Linked DNA regions of Mus musculus: regions 2, 3 and 4 are each linked to region 1. Evidence: chromatin contacts called from public promoter capture Hi-C data. All regions are on one chromosome and are shown on one strand. The core of a region is the stretch at or near the end of the contact, and the rest is flanking DNA. Distances in the headings are between cores, read along the strand shown.

The links. Promoter capture Hi-C pulls out the DNA fragments that hold promoters and counts their contacts.
Region 2: a contact with region 1 is called in a promoter capture Hi-C map of second pharyngeal arch cranial neural crest. The contact joins the promoter of Chfr here to the promoter of Pdap1 in region 1. A contact is called at or near these places in 5 of 39 promoter capture datasets (cranial neural crest, frontonasal cranial neural crest, maxillary cranial neural crest and 2 more) and 1 of 9 other capture datasets (pancreatic islet).
Region 3: a promoter capture Hi-C map of second pharyngeal arch cranial neural crest shows a contact between it and region 1. The contact joins the promoter of Golga3 here to the promoter of Pdap1 in region 1. A contact is called at or near these places in 5 of 39 promoter capture datasets (cranial neural crest, frontonasal cranial neural crest, maxillary cranial neural crest and 2 more).
Region 4: a contact with region 1 is called in a promoter capture Hi-C map of pre-B cells. The contact joins the promoter of Pole here to the promoter of Pdap1 in region 1. A contact is called at or near these places in 3 of 39 promoter capture datasets (cranial neural crest, frontonasal cranial neural crest and pre-B cells).

Annotation. Positions count from the first base shown.
Region 1 is chr5:145,138,530-145,141,528 of GRCm38.p6, reverse strand. Pdap1 (PDGFA associated protein 1) reads left to right here and starts at 1,504. Exons shown (of 6, transcript NM_001033313.4): 1 at 1,504-1,562. The coding sequence starts at 1,550. Bud31 (BUD31 homolog) reads right to left here and starts at 1,153. Exons shown (of 6, transcript NM_001310771.1): 1 at 1,087-1,153; 2 at 93-224.
Region 2 is chr5:110,134,333-110,137,331 of GRCm38.p6, reverse strand. Chfr (checkpoint with forkhead and ring finger domains) reads right to left here and starts at 1,502. Exons shown (of 18, transcript NM_001289577.1): 1 at 1,398-1,502; 2 at 1,138-1,281. The coding sequence starts at 1,270.
Region 3 is chr5:110,175,237-110,178,235 of GRCm38.p6, reverse strand. Golga3 (golgi autoantigen, golgin subfamily a, 3) reads right to left here and starts at 1,379. Exons shown (of 24, transcript NM_001347389.2): 1 at 1,314-1,379. Gm15787 (predicted gene 15787) reads left to right here and starts at 1,732. Exons shown (of 3, transcript NR_040431.1): 1 at 1,732-1,919.
Region 4 is chr5:110,284,778-110,287,776 of GRCm38.p6, reverse strand. Pole (polymerase (DNA directed), epsilon) reads right to left here and starts at 1,458. Exons shown (of 49, transcript NM_011132.2): 1 at 1,328-1,458. The coding sequence starts at 1,389. Pxmp2 (peroxisomal membrane protein 2) reads left to right here and starts at 1,609. Exons shown (of 5, transcript NM_008993.2): 1 at 1,609-1,893. The coding sequence starts at 1,772.

The sequences.
Region 1 (2,999 bases), core at 255-2,754:
CAGTAAGAGGGAGAGAGAGAGAAATAGAGAAGGCAAGAGAGAAAGACAGAGAAAGGAAAGAAGGAAGGAAGGAAAGAAGGAATGCACAATACCTTTGGGTATTGAGAGTAATATAAAAAAAATTCTTGGTCTTCACAGTTACAAAGCTGTGTTCTTGTCCAGATTTACCAACTATTCTGTGACTCTGGGGGAGATCACTTTTCTTCTGCAGTCTTCTGTCTCATCTGTAGAATAAAAGCAGTAGATTACACACGTTAAATAGCCGCCAAAAATCTCTCTTTTTAGAACAACAAAGCAGGCCAGTCAAAATCTAAATAGAAACGCTGTTTTCTTCTTCTTCCGATTGCATAAAGCTTTCTAGCTGGCAAAGAGTAACCTATCAGCATAACAGACTCATCTGCTCAAAACTGTCTTTAGTCCCATCCACTGTATGGTGACTGACACTTTACAATCCCCTATTCCCACACCCCTTCTTAACAATTTAATAAATTAAGAATAAAACTCTTAAGACGTGGACTCAGGGTCACATTGCTGACAACCAGTGAGTCTAACAGATTAGAGGCTCCTGACTTCCCCATCAGTGGTCTTTGCTCTGGTTTTTCCAGCGCTTACGTTAAAAGATAGATTGACTCTGAGCCCTTCCCAGGGCGCACAGCCTGATTAGAGAATCACTTTCTCCTGACCTAGGAGGACTCAACCCGAGAGGCTCTCGGGGCCGGGGAGAGGTAAAACGAAGAGGCGATCGGATCAGGAGGAAAGAGGTGTTGTGTTGGGCTGTTTACAGACGTAGAAGAGCGGGAAAAGGGGTGAACAAGAGCGAAGTTACGGAAGGGACAGTGGCAGAAAACTCAAGAGCAGCATCTGAGAAAAAAAGCGGTGTTTAGACAGAAAACGGTCCCGGAAGAGAAAACGACGTGGGAAAAAAACACACACGCAGAGAGAGAAAGAGCGAGCCCCAAGTTTACCATCCCCTGTGCAAGTCATCGGAGACTCCAGCCTCTGCCGCATAAGCAGCTCACACAGCTCTCCTGCCCGTAACCATTGCCAAAGATACGGTACTCGAGAACCGAGCAGAGAAACACTCACCGGAAACTCAAGCACCTAAGGCCGCTGCTTCTTTATTGACGGCTTCCGCTCCGGCGACAAACTCTTCAGAATAAGGCCCTCGCGGGGCCCCGCCCACCTCGCGCGGAGATTGCGTCATCTTAGGTGTCCCTGGCGCTGCCTTTGTAGAATTCCGTAAACCGTACGGCCCTTTTCCTCTCACTTCCTGTAGGGGTGGCCCACACGGCTACGTGTCTCCTCGGACAGGGACACCGGGGAACGCGGATTCCTGGCAGTACATATTCTGGTCAGGAATTCAGGCACCTCCCAAGACAGCCCGGCCTCGGTGTGAGGTCCCAGATCCTCGCAGCCGTGGCGGCGGTGGCGGCGTCAGTGGCGCGCGGAGAGGGAACCAAGCCGGGCGGAAGAAGTCGATTCCAAGGAGTTTCCGGTTCCGGTGTCAGTTCGAGGCGCCGCCGCCGCCGCTGCAGCCGCCGGAGCCGAGATGCCTAAAGGAGGTGAGGGGGTGGGCGCGCGTGGTTCGCGTGGCTTCTCTAGTGGCGGCCGTAGGCGGGCTGCCGCGGACCCCTCAGCCCGCGGGTCTGGGGCCTCTAAGAGATCCGCGCTGAAGGAGGCCATCCCCGTCGCCTCCCAGCCATGCGTGGGCCTCGACGCTCAATTGTCCTGCCTGGGAAGCCGAGGACCACAGTGGTTGAGGGCCTCTCCGTCGGGGATTTTTGAGGAGACTCACGGGTGCTGGGTCCTTGTCCTTGAGGAGAGCAGGACCCAGGAGTCTCGGCCAAGCCTCCGGAGCATCTGAAGTTTGTCCTCCCATTTGGCTGGCCGGAGACTGAGTCACCGCGTCCCGCGCTGGTGCGGTGCCTGGCTGCCTCGAGCATAAAATGTGGCTTTTGTGGAGCTTTTGAGGAGCCACGCCTGCCTCATAATAAGACCTTGACTTGATGATGTGGGACCTGGCTCTGATTCTCTCCTTGCACCGTAGCCACTAAGGATGTGCTTCTGAGCCAGTCGCCTAACTTCTTTGTGTCCCGGTTTTGTCGTTTCCAAAAAGGGGGTTGGGGTGGGGGACATTGATTATATTTTCCTCCTGTTATGAGAGAGGCATAAACTAGGTAGCCCACGTACTCAGCCCAGTGCCCCGCAGCCCCTAAATGTTCAGCTATTACTGTGTGTAGAGACCAAGAAAACAAGTGTTTCCCATCGTACATTGGTTTCACCCCTTAGAATCAGGGGTTTGAATACCAGATATATCACATCTTAAGTCTGTGGCCTCAAACAAAACTTTTCCAGTTCGTTTTCTTCATCTGAACTACAGGGGTATTAATAAGGCTTAGTTGGATGAGTAGGAGACAGGCGGACAGGAGTTACGGTGGCAGAATAAATCGCTCTAAGGGCCTGGCTAGCTCCCAGCACAGAACAGATGTTCAGTAAATGTTGGCAGCTCACGTGTTAAGCCAGTTAATGCAGTGAGCCCACAGGAACATCTGCCTGGAGATTTTCAAGCTTAAATTGCTTCCTGTCAATATTCAGATATTAGGCTCTACAGGGCCAAGTGTGTCTAAATCTAGTTCTCTGCTGATTTATCCTGCGTCTAGAGGAGCACTGTCTTTGTTTCACAGTCTCATCTTTAAAAGGCAAAGGAACTTTTTTCAGCTCCTGACTCCAAGGTTGAGAATTACAGTTCGGCAGTCTTGAATATGAAATCATGGCTAATGGACTTAGTCTTGATTTCTGGGAAGCTTTGCAGGCAGATAAACAAAGCTTGTTTCCTTGCTTGGGCTAACATGAGAAAACAGTGATTAAAAACTATTTTAAAAAATCCCCCAGGAGCAAAGGACCAATTCTGTTTTCAGTATACTGTGAATTATTTTTTTAAAGCATCTTGAAAGAGCCTCAGTAAAACAAACAAACTAAGATCACGAAAGGGTGTTGCT
Region 2 (2,999 bases), core at 253-2,752, about 35 Mb after region 1:
CAAACGTGGCTCCTTCTGTCTCTGCCTCCTCACAACTAGGACTAGTCATGTACCACCACACTTAGTTTTTTACATAGGCTCTGGGGATTTGAACTCAGGTCCTCAAGCACTTTACCATCTAAGCTCTCTCCGAGTCCAAAGCTAGGTTACACACAAGCAGTTCATGTAAGATTTTATCAATCCTCCTAGCAAAATAAGGTGGACACAAGTTATAGAAATCTATGTCCTAATCCCAGCACTCGGGAGGCACAGGCAGGTGGATTTCTGAGCTTGAGGCCAGCCTGGTCTACAGAGTGAGTTCCAGGACAGCCAAGGCTATACATAGAAACCCTGCCTCATAACCGCCCCCCCAAAAAAAACAAAAACAAAAACAAACGAAAAAAAGAAATGTATGTCCTTGACCCAAAGCAATCGATGTTGGGATCTGTGTATAACTTTGTTCAAATTCTCAGTTTCCTAAGTTCATTAAATAAATTATTCTATTTCCTGGGACTTTGAGATCTTTTCAAATAGAAACCCTGCCATTATAAGTTGCCCTCAGAGCACTGGTTTAACAGTGTCCTAGTCTTCCAGCATATTCTTTGTTCTCATTTGTCACAAAACATTTTTTCTAAAGTCCCTGTGGTTTATTTTTTTTCACCCGTCAACCTTTTAACAGTGGTGTCAAATTTCTACATACCTTTTTTCAGTTTTCCTTTTGTTAATAATTTCTAATTGCATTTCATTGAGAAAGAGAAGTGTACAGTAATGAGGACAAGATCGTATTTCGAAGGATATATTTACAGATCTATTTCACAAAGTTGTACTGAGAACTGACTGATATCCATCATCAAGCATCCAGAAGAGCAACTGCACAAATAAATAAGCCCATTTTATGGGGGGGGGGGGGGGTTGAAAAACAGTGCACACACACACACCCCCCGAATTCCAGTAGCTTCTGTATCGCCAGCCGGGTACTTTTCCCACTTCAAACCCCCTGTCGGTTTCCCCATCTAAACCCACTCTGACTAGGTCTTCGATCCTGTTCTAGGCCCTCGGTCTCCTCTCAGTTGGGTACCCACTTTAGGTCCCTATGCTTCATCCCTGTCTACCCCTTTAGCCTTTATCCTCGTCCTCACTCCACTCTGGCCACCGCACCTCTCCTCCTTCCGATGGTCCACTCGCGTTTCCAAAGAAGGATCTGGGGTTCGTCCTCCTCTGCGCCTAGACGAAGAAGCCTCCCCCAGGGTTCCTGCGGCGGCGGCGGCTGCTCTTCCCCGTGTAGCTCCATAGGACTCACATCTACAGAGACCCAGAAACGCCGGCTCAGGGACTACTTAAAAAACGCTCAGCACCGCTGCTATAGCCTGGCCGCCGCCTGCCTCCCCAGCCAGGACCCCACCCGCCGGCCAGCTTACCCCACGCCCTGCGCGGATCCCGGAACCGGCCTTACAGTCGCCGCCACCGCTGTCAACAGACATCTCGGGTACCCCAGCTGATCCACGGGAGGCGAGGGGGAGGGGAGCAGAGCGGTACGCCCTGTGATTGGCTGGCGGCCGTGCCCACCGAGAGCGACGGCTAGAGCGGTGCCAGAAAAGGCTATCCGGAGGGGGCGGGGCGGAGCGATCGGAGCCTGCGCAGATGAGAGAATGTGCACCTTGTTGCCATCTTTGATGCTGGCAGGCAGGCGCACTTACCTTCCTGCAAAAGCACGGAAGTAGCTGTGGAGGGCACCATGTTAGATTCGGGCCAAAAAAAAAAAAAGACCGAGTAACTTATAGATCGGAAGGTCCTTAAAACCTCACTTGTAATTCCGAGATAAGGTGCTATTTTCACACGTCAGATTACAAAATGTGAAAGCTTGGTACAGTGGGCCAGCCCTTCGCAAGGAGCATAATTTAAGATGTCAATTAGAATAGAAACAGGTAACTCGTCTCTGAGGGCTGATTTGCGGTATCTTTAAATCCTGTTTCTTAGGATCTTGTGTCATTCCCGAGTTGTATGCTACAAGCATGTTGGTGACCCCCCGGTGAGAGAGAAACACTGGCAAAAACAATGCCCTGGAAGAAAGTCACTGAAGACAGAGAAGCAAAGTCCACACACAGTGGTTCTTGAGCAGCTCGGAGTAATGTCTTTGCTGGTGAACAGCTTCAAAAAAGTATTAAACATCTGTTTGTTTGTTTGTTTGTTTGTTTGTTTGTTTTGTAAAAAGAAAACACATACACAGACACATTTGTAAATATATGTGGAAATGCGTCTTTGCCTATGTCTACAAAGATTTACTCAAATACTTTTGAAAGGATATAAAAGTAGCAGTGGCTGCCTCCGGGAACATGGATTTGTACCGGTCTGAAAATCGCCGAAGAAGACCCCAGACATAGATAATATGCAAAGACAAAGAGCGTTTATTCTGAAGAAACAAGCAGTATGTGGGTCACATTTTTTGAAATGGTGTCCGCAGTCAAGGGTGTGTGGGCCTTCTTATTGGGGGGTGGATATTAGGTAATCTCTAATGTGATTGGCTGGGCCACTGTTCACATTTGGGAACTGAACTGTGACCCTCACCCCCACCCCCCAGTTAAGATTATATAGAGTTTTTAAGCCTAAAATCCACAAACATCTGTGCTAAATTATTCCACCAATCAGGATTTAGGGATAGAGGGTTTACTTAGGAACTTGTCTTTGTTGTATATGTACCCTGCTCCCATTGATCTGGGTACTCAACTTGCAGGGACTTGACTTACCTAACATTCATGTCCTAACTTGTCACAGTACCCATGTACATATTTCTTTCTGCCAAGTAGGATGTCAATTCCCAATAGGCCTTAGGAACTTAAACTTTACTCGGCCACTAGTCAAAATGAAAGTCTTATTCCAAATAATTTCTTATATTGGTGCAGGTGTCTCTCTTATGTTGGGGTTCATCCTAGGGACAGCTTATACCATGAAAGTTTATACACAGGTGCAGGAAGAGCTATTGAGTGGTTGGTTCAGGTCCAAGCTTATTGCAAATGACACAG
Region 3 (2,999 bases), core at 130-2,629, about 35 Mb after region 1:
TTTTTAAATCTGAGCAACTTTCATTTCTTCTGTTTCCTTTCTTTTATAAGAAATAGGGAAGAAACAAGATTTTCCAGATTTGTGTCTGTGTTCATACGCACAGTTGTGTGGAGGGCAGAGGACAACTGAAGAGTGGATGCTTTCCTTCCACCACAGGGCTCCCAGGGAACTCAGGTCATCAGACTCTATAACATTCAACCACTCAGAAGTCTTTCCGATCTGCTTTTGGATTTTTTAGACAGAATATTGCTATGTAGCATGGGCCTCAAGCTGGCTGAGGTCTTCCTGTCTTGACTTCCCAAGAGCTGGTATAACAGACATGTGCCACCCTATCCAGGCTTTTCCTTTTCTTTCCATTCAAGGTACACTGTATCTGAGTCATTAACGGACTATAAAAGTCAGGCGGCATTTGTAAATGGTTTACAGTGTCCTACTGACAATAAAATACAAACTTCTTAGCCTCGACCGGAGACCACTTTAATTGGGTTCCTACTTATGTCTGTACCCCTCACATGCTGTGTCTTTTTTCATTATCTGGCTATATCATGCATCCAGAAGTACAACTGACTCTCCATAGGGTCTCTACACTTCTTGTTCACTTTTCTTGAGACATTCCTCTCAATAATTTTGCACAAACGATTCTTGTCATGGAGGCCTGTCTTGACTCAAAGGTAAACTCTTCCGAAGGTTGCACAAACCTAATCCTCTCAACTGTTTTGAGTTGTCAGTATACCTCCACCAGAAAGTGATGAAAACAGAGACCAAAACACTACTGTATCCTGGGACCTTTTACAAACAGGGCCTCTTTTTCTATAAACATTCAGTAAGCGCCCGTGGGAAGGTGGTAAGCTGTTCGCCTAGCTCTCTCTGGTCACTGACTCCACTGACCATGTTCAGCAAACACCTCTGAGCACCAGAATCAAAACAACCTAAGTCCCCCACGCACTGTACGACTTGCCACCATGTCACGTTCGTCATCAACTGCAAAAGGAGCAGACTTCAAACACGCTGACCCAACCAAGCAGCAGTAGCAACGCTCTCAGGGCAGACCGCATTCCGTGGGTGCAGAAGCAGTCTCTGCATTTACTGACAACCCAGCTGCGAGGCAGGTTTCCAACCCCACGGAGTAAAAGCAAAAACTGACTTGAGCTGACCGCGGCTGACCCAAAGTCTGCGCGACCCTCACCGGACTCTGCATCCGCCTTGCCCCTGTACGCCTCTCTGGGCGCGGCCAGGGTTGCCCCAACAGTTCCTCCACGGTCCTCTGCCACAAGGTCCCGACCCTCCTCAGTAATAGCCCCCAAAACCCTCACCGGTTCCGGCCCAACCCTGCGGCTCCGGTAGGACGTGGCTGTGCAAGGGGCGGGGCGCAACAGGGTACCAGTCTCGGGCAACCCCCCGGAAACAAACGGTCCGCGAGGTCTTCGTTCCGGAAGAGAGGCTGCCCTCAGCGGCCAGTAGCCACTTTCAAATTGGGGTTGGTATGGATCTCCGGACAGATTGAGATATCCTTCAGAAAGTGGACTTAAAATTTTGTGTGCCTTCCCTTCAGAGGAACAACTTCCAGCCTAAGAGACGAAATCAGGACAACCCTCCCCCCCCCCCCAAAAAAAGAAAAACGCTTCCGGTGGTAGTGACGTTGGACTCGCCACGCTCCCGCCCCTCGCGGCCTTCTGACTGGTGGGTATGACGATCCACGTGGCCACGCCCCCGGGGCGTGGCTTCCCCGCCAGACACCGCCTCCACCACAGTTCTGACAACTTGTTCCTAAGTGTTTGTCAGTCTTGTTTGTATTATTGCCAGTGTTATACATGGCCGGACACTGCGCCACGCGACTGCATTGCCAGCCACGAGGAAGTCTGACAAGTATCACAAGCTCGAGGACTGACTGGACTATAAAGTGGGACTTGTCTTAAAAGGTAAAAAGACGTCTGCGGTGTAGTTCAGAACTCTTGGGTTCAGTCTCTAGTATGTGAAGATAGGAAAGGAGAGGAAGTTCTCACAACACAATATTAAACTATTGCCACTGCTACATGGGGAAAATGCTAAGTATACATTTTGTTTTCAGTGCTCGAGATTGTATCCTGGGCCTTGAACATGTCTAGTAACCTCCCCACCTCCAAGCTACATTTCCAACCCCAAATAAAAATGACCAAAGCTTTACAAAGATATAATTTACATGCTGTAAAGTTTGCTCCTGTTTACGATTTTATCATTATTTCTGTTTCTGAGTGTCCTTGCCTGTACATTTCATACCAATAGGGTTCATATACTGTATAGCTTTGAGTTCTTTTTCAAATTGTATCCATGTTGTACATCTTTTAGTGCTTCGTTCTTATTGCTAATATCCTATTGTTTGGATATTTCCCTTTTGTTTCTGCTCATCAGTCAATGAACAAATTTGAAGGGTCTTGAGGTAGACAAAAGGACTGACAGGGTCCCAGCTTTATATGTCCAGGGGTTGATGGGGGAACCTGCTGTATCTACTGAGGACTGTTGTGTGCCAAGGACTTTGCCAGATGCTGTCTGCTTTCAGGAAACTTACTTCTTGGAGGGAAATAGTAAAAAACAGACATACAAGAGAGTAGATGATGTCAGAGCTGAATAAAGAGACAGGTGGGTAGACATTCTGCAATCTTATGGATTATTGAGAAAGGACCTCTCTGAACCTGGTGAGTGGCTCAGCAAGCAAGGTCACTTGCAGCATAAGACTGGCAATTTGAAGCTTATATAGTGGTGGAAGAAGTGAACCAACTCTACAAGTTGGCCTCTAATCTCAACGTGTGCACTTTAATACACTCACCATATATATTTACACATATCACATACATACACAATAATAATTTTTTAAAAAAAATGTAGAGACATCTCATCAATCTGAGTCAATTTCTAAAGAAAACATAGCTGTGGAAAGATGCTTCAAACCTGCCCGAGAGGTTTGAGCATGATGAAGATCTAGGAGAGTGTTAAATACGAGTAGCACGAGGAGGGGAGATCGG
Region 4 (2,999 bases), core at 209-2,708, about 35 Mb after region 1:
AATAGCCTGAGAACCAGGGCCTTGAGGGCGCTGTGGATCCGGATCCTAAGAAATCATCTCTTCTCATCCTTAAGGGGCTATGGTTTTCTGTCCCAAGGCTGCTACCTGCTCTATGACACTGTCCCACCCACCTTTCCATAGAGGTACAAAACCTCTATGTAAGACACTGTACTTGGGGGCTTGAAGAAATGGCTTGGGGCTGGAGAGATGGCTTAGTGGTTAAGAGCACTGACTGCTCTTCCAAAGGTCCTGAGTTCAATTCCCAGCAACCACATGGTGGTTCACAACCATTTACAATGTGATCTGACTGGTGTGTCTTAAGACAGGACAACTACAGAGTACTCACATACATAAAATAAGTAAATACATCAAAAAAAAAAAAAGATGCTGTACTTCCTAATAAACTTGCTTGCATGAGCCATCACTCTGTGTGACACCTCCTGATCCTGAATGCTCTTATCTTCTCCATCTCCTCCTCATCCCCCTGGCCATCACTCTCTCAGGAACCTGTCACTGAAGAACCGCTTACTGGTCCAGGTCAATTACCCTGGCTGCTATGCAGGTGTTGTACAGCAAACCCAGAGCTTCACATATAATAGGAAAACACTATCACTATTCAGCTCTAACCGGGCTTCCACTCAATGAGTGCTCACATTCTGATACACAGTCTTTTTTTTTTTTTTAAGATTTATTTATTATTATATGTAAATACACTGTAGCTGTCTTCAGACACTCCAGAAGAGGGAGTCAGATCTTGTTACGGATGGTTGTGAGCCACCATGTGGTTGCTGGGATTTGAACTCTGGACCTTCAGAAGAACACTCGGGTGCTCTTACCCACTGAGCCATCTCACCAGCCCCTGATACAGAGTCTTATTCTGCCACAGTGTCACCAATCTCTATATACGATATCCACATCAGTTTCCTTTGTCACCATACTCTAGAATCTCTTGCTGATGTGATGCGTAAGGGTTTCGGCTTTTGGTTTAATAAATTGGTTTACTTCGCCGAGCTGGTCTAGACAGAATCTTCCTTTACTTTCCCCGTTCCCTTCTTGTCTGATGAGAATAGATGTTCACCCCTAGTCAAGTCACAGGGCAGGCACAGATATTTCTAGAGAAGCAGCCTGGGCCACGGAGTTGAGTTTAGCATCTCAATAAAAACTACGGAAACCACACAGGGCGAAGACGGGAGCCCGCCCTGTCCTCCGCGCCGCGCGCCGGGCCCGCTGTTTTCCCCACCCCTGAACCCCCGGACACCGCGCCCGCCCAAGCTTGCTCCGGCCGCGGCTACCGCCAGCGCCTTGGCAGCAGGACACCGGCTCTCACCGGCTGCCTTCGCCATCCGCGCCCGGCTCGGGGTGCCTCCGTCCACTGTTCCTCAGGACCATTGCGACGCTCCAAAGCTCCCTCAGGCTCCGGGGAGAATTTGGCGCGCTCTCCACGTGCTCTCGCGAGGCTACGGCTTCGGCCAATGAGAAGGCGCGGCCTCAGATGGACCTAGCCGGGGCCCGCCCCCATCGCCCCGCCCCGCCCCGCCCCGCCCCTCGGCTCTCCAATCCTCCGGCGAGCGCAGAGGGTGGGTCGCAGGGACCGGGGGAAAAGAGTGCACTAGCTGGCCGCGCGCGTGGCGGGACGGCCGGGCTCGCTGAGGGCGGAGGAAGGGCAGAAAATGTCAGGCCGTCCCCGCCCTGTGCCCTGTGTCCCGGGCCGGGTGCCCGACTGCCTAGCTGTTGGGTGGGCGCCCGGGGCGACTTAGACATCCGGACCGCGATGGCACCTGCGGCGTCCAGGCTGCGGGTGGAATCCGAGCTCGGGTCGCTTCCCAAGCGAGCGCTCGCCCAATACTTGCTGCTCCTAAAGCTCTACCCGGTGCTCACCAAAGCAGTCAGCAGGTGGGCGCCTACTGGGAAGTGGGGTGAAAAGGAGGGGTGCCGACAGGGGAGACTCTCCTGCAGGGGAGGTTAAGAGAGGGGGCGTCTGCAGACCAAGCAGCTCAGATATTGCCCGAGCAGCAGTGGATCTCAGCCTGTACGTCGGGAACCCCTTAAAGGTTGAACGACCTTTGTACAGGGGGTCACGTATCAGATATCCTGTATATCAGATATTTACGTTATGATTCACAACAGTAGCAGCATTACAGTTTAGAAGTAGCAGTGAAAGTAATTTTATGGTTGGGGTGACCACACCATGAGGAGCTAACTGTATTATTAAAGGGTCACAGCGATAAGAAGGTTGAGAACCACTGCTGTGGAGGAAGGCAGAGTTCTTCCTTAAGGTGCGACCCCGTTCTGCTTAGCCAGTAAGTGCTGTTTGTGTGTTGGGTCCCAAGCATTAGTTAGCCTTTGCAGTCTGAGTGTTGTGAAGACCCGCGAGTCAGGGACACATTCTAACCCTGAGCAACCCAGGCACGGTCGCTGGTGAACTCTGCCCTTTGAATTACATCGTTCGGTTTCCTAACGAGATATCCCTGTTTCTGTTCATTTCCATTAGTGCATTTTGTAGGTTCTGTATTAACTTAGCTTTTCCATAAGTGTGTGCAGAGTGCTTCCTGTGCGCGGGCACATAGCTGTGATCAGAACAGGCGCATAGACTTCTCTCGGAGCTAAGAAGAACGAGTCCATCTTCCCACCCCACCCCACCCCACCCCCGCAAAAGGCAGATAAATGTATAACTTAGAGCAGTTAGGGAAATTTCTCCTGGGTTGTTGACGTTGGTCAGAAGCACAGAGAAGAGAAGCGGTTGTTTACAGGGCACAGTAAGTGTAAAAGTTCTGGGGGAAGAATTCAGAGAATGTCGGAGGGGTGAAGAGAAGGACTCTGGTGGAGAAAATGACCAGGGAGAGTAGATAGGAAGAGGTAACCAGGGGTCAAGTCAAGAGGGTCCTTATGATCCATACTAAAAGTTTTGGATTTATAGCTTTTTAGAAGACAGCTGTGGTGGTTAAAGCTAGTTGTCAACTTGATAACATTTAGGAATTAAGCATGCCTGAGGGGCTTAT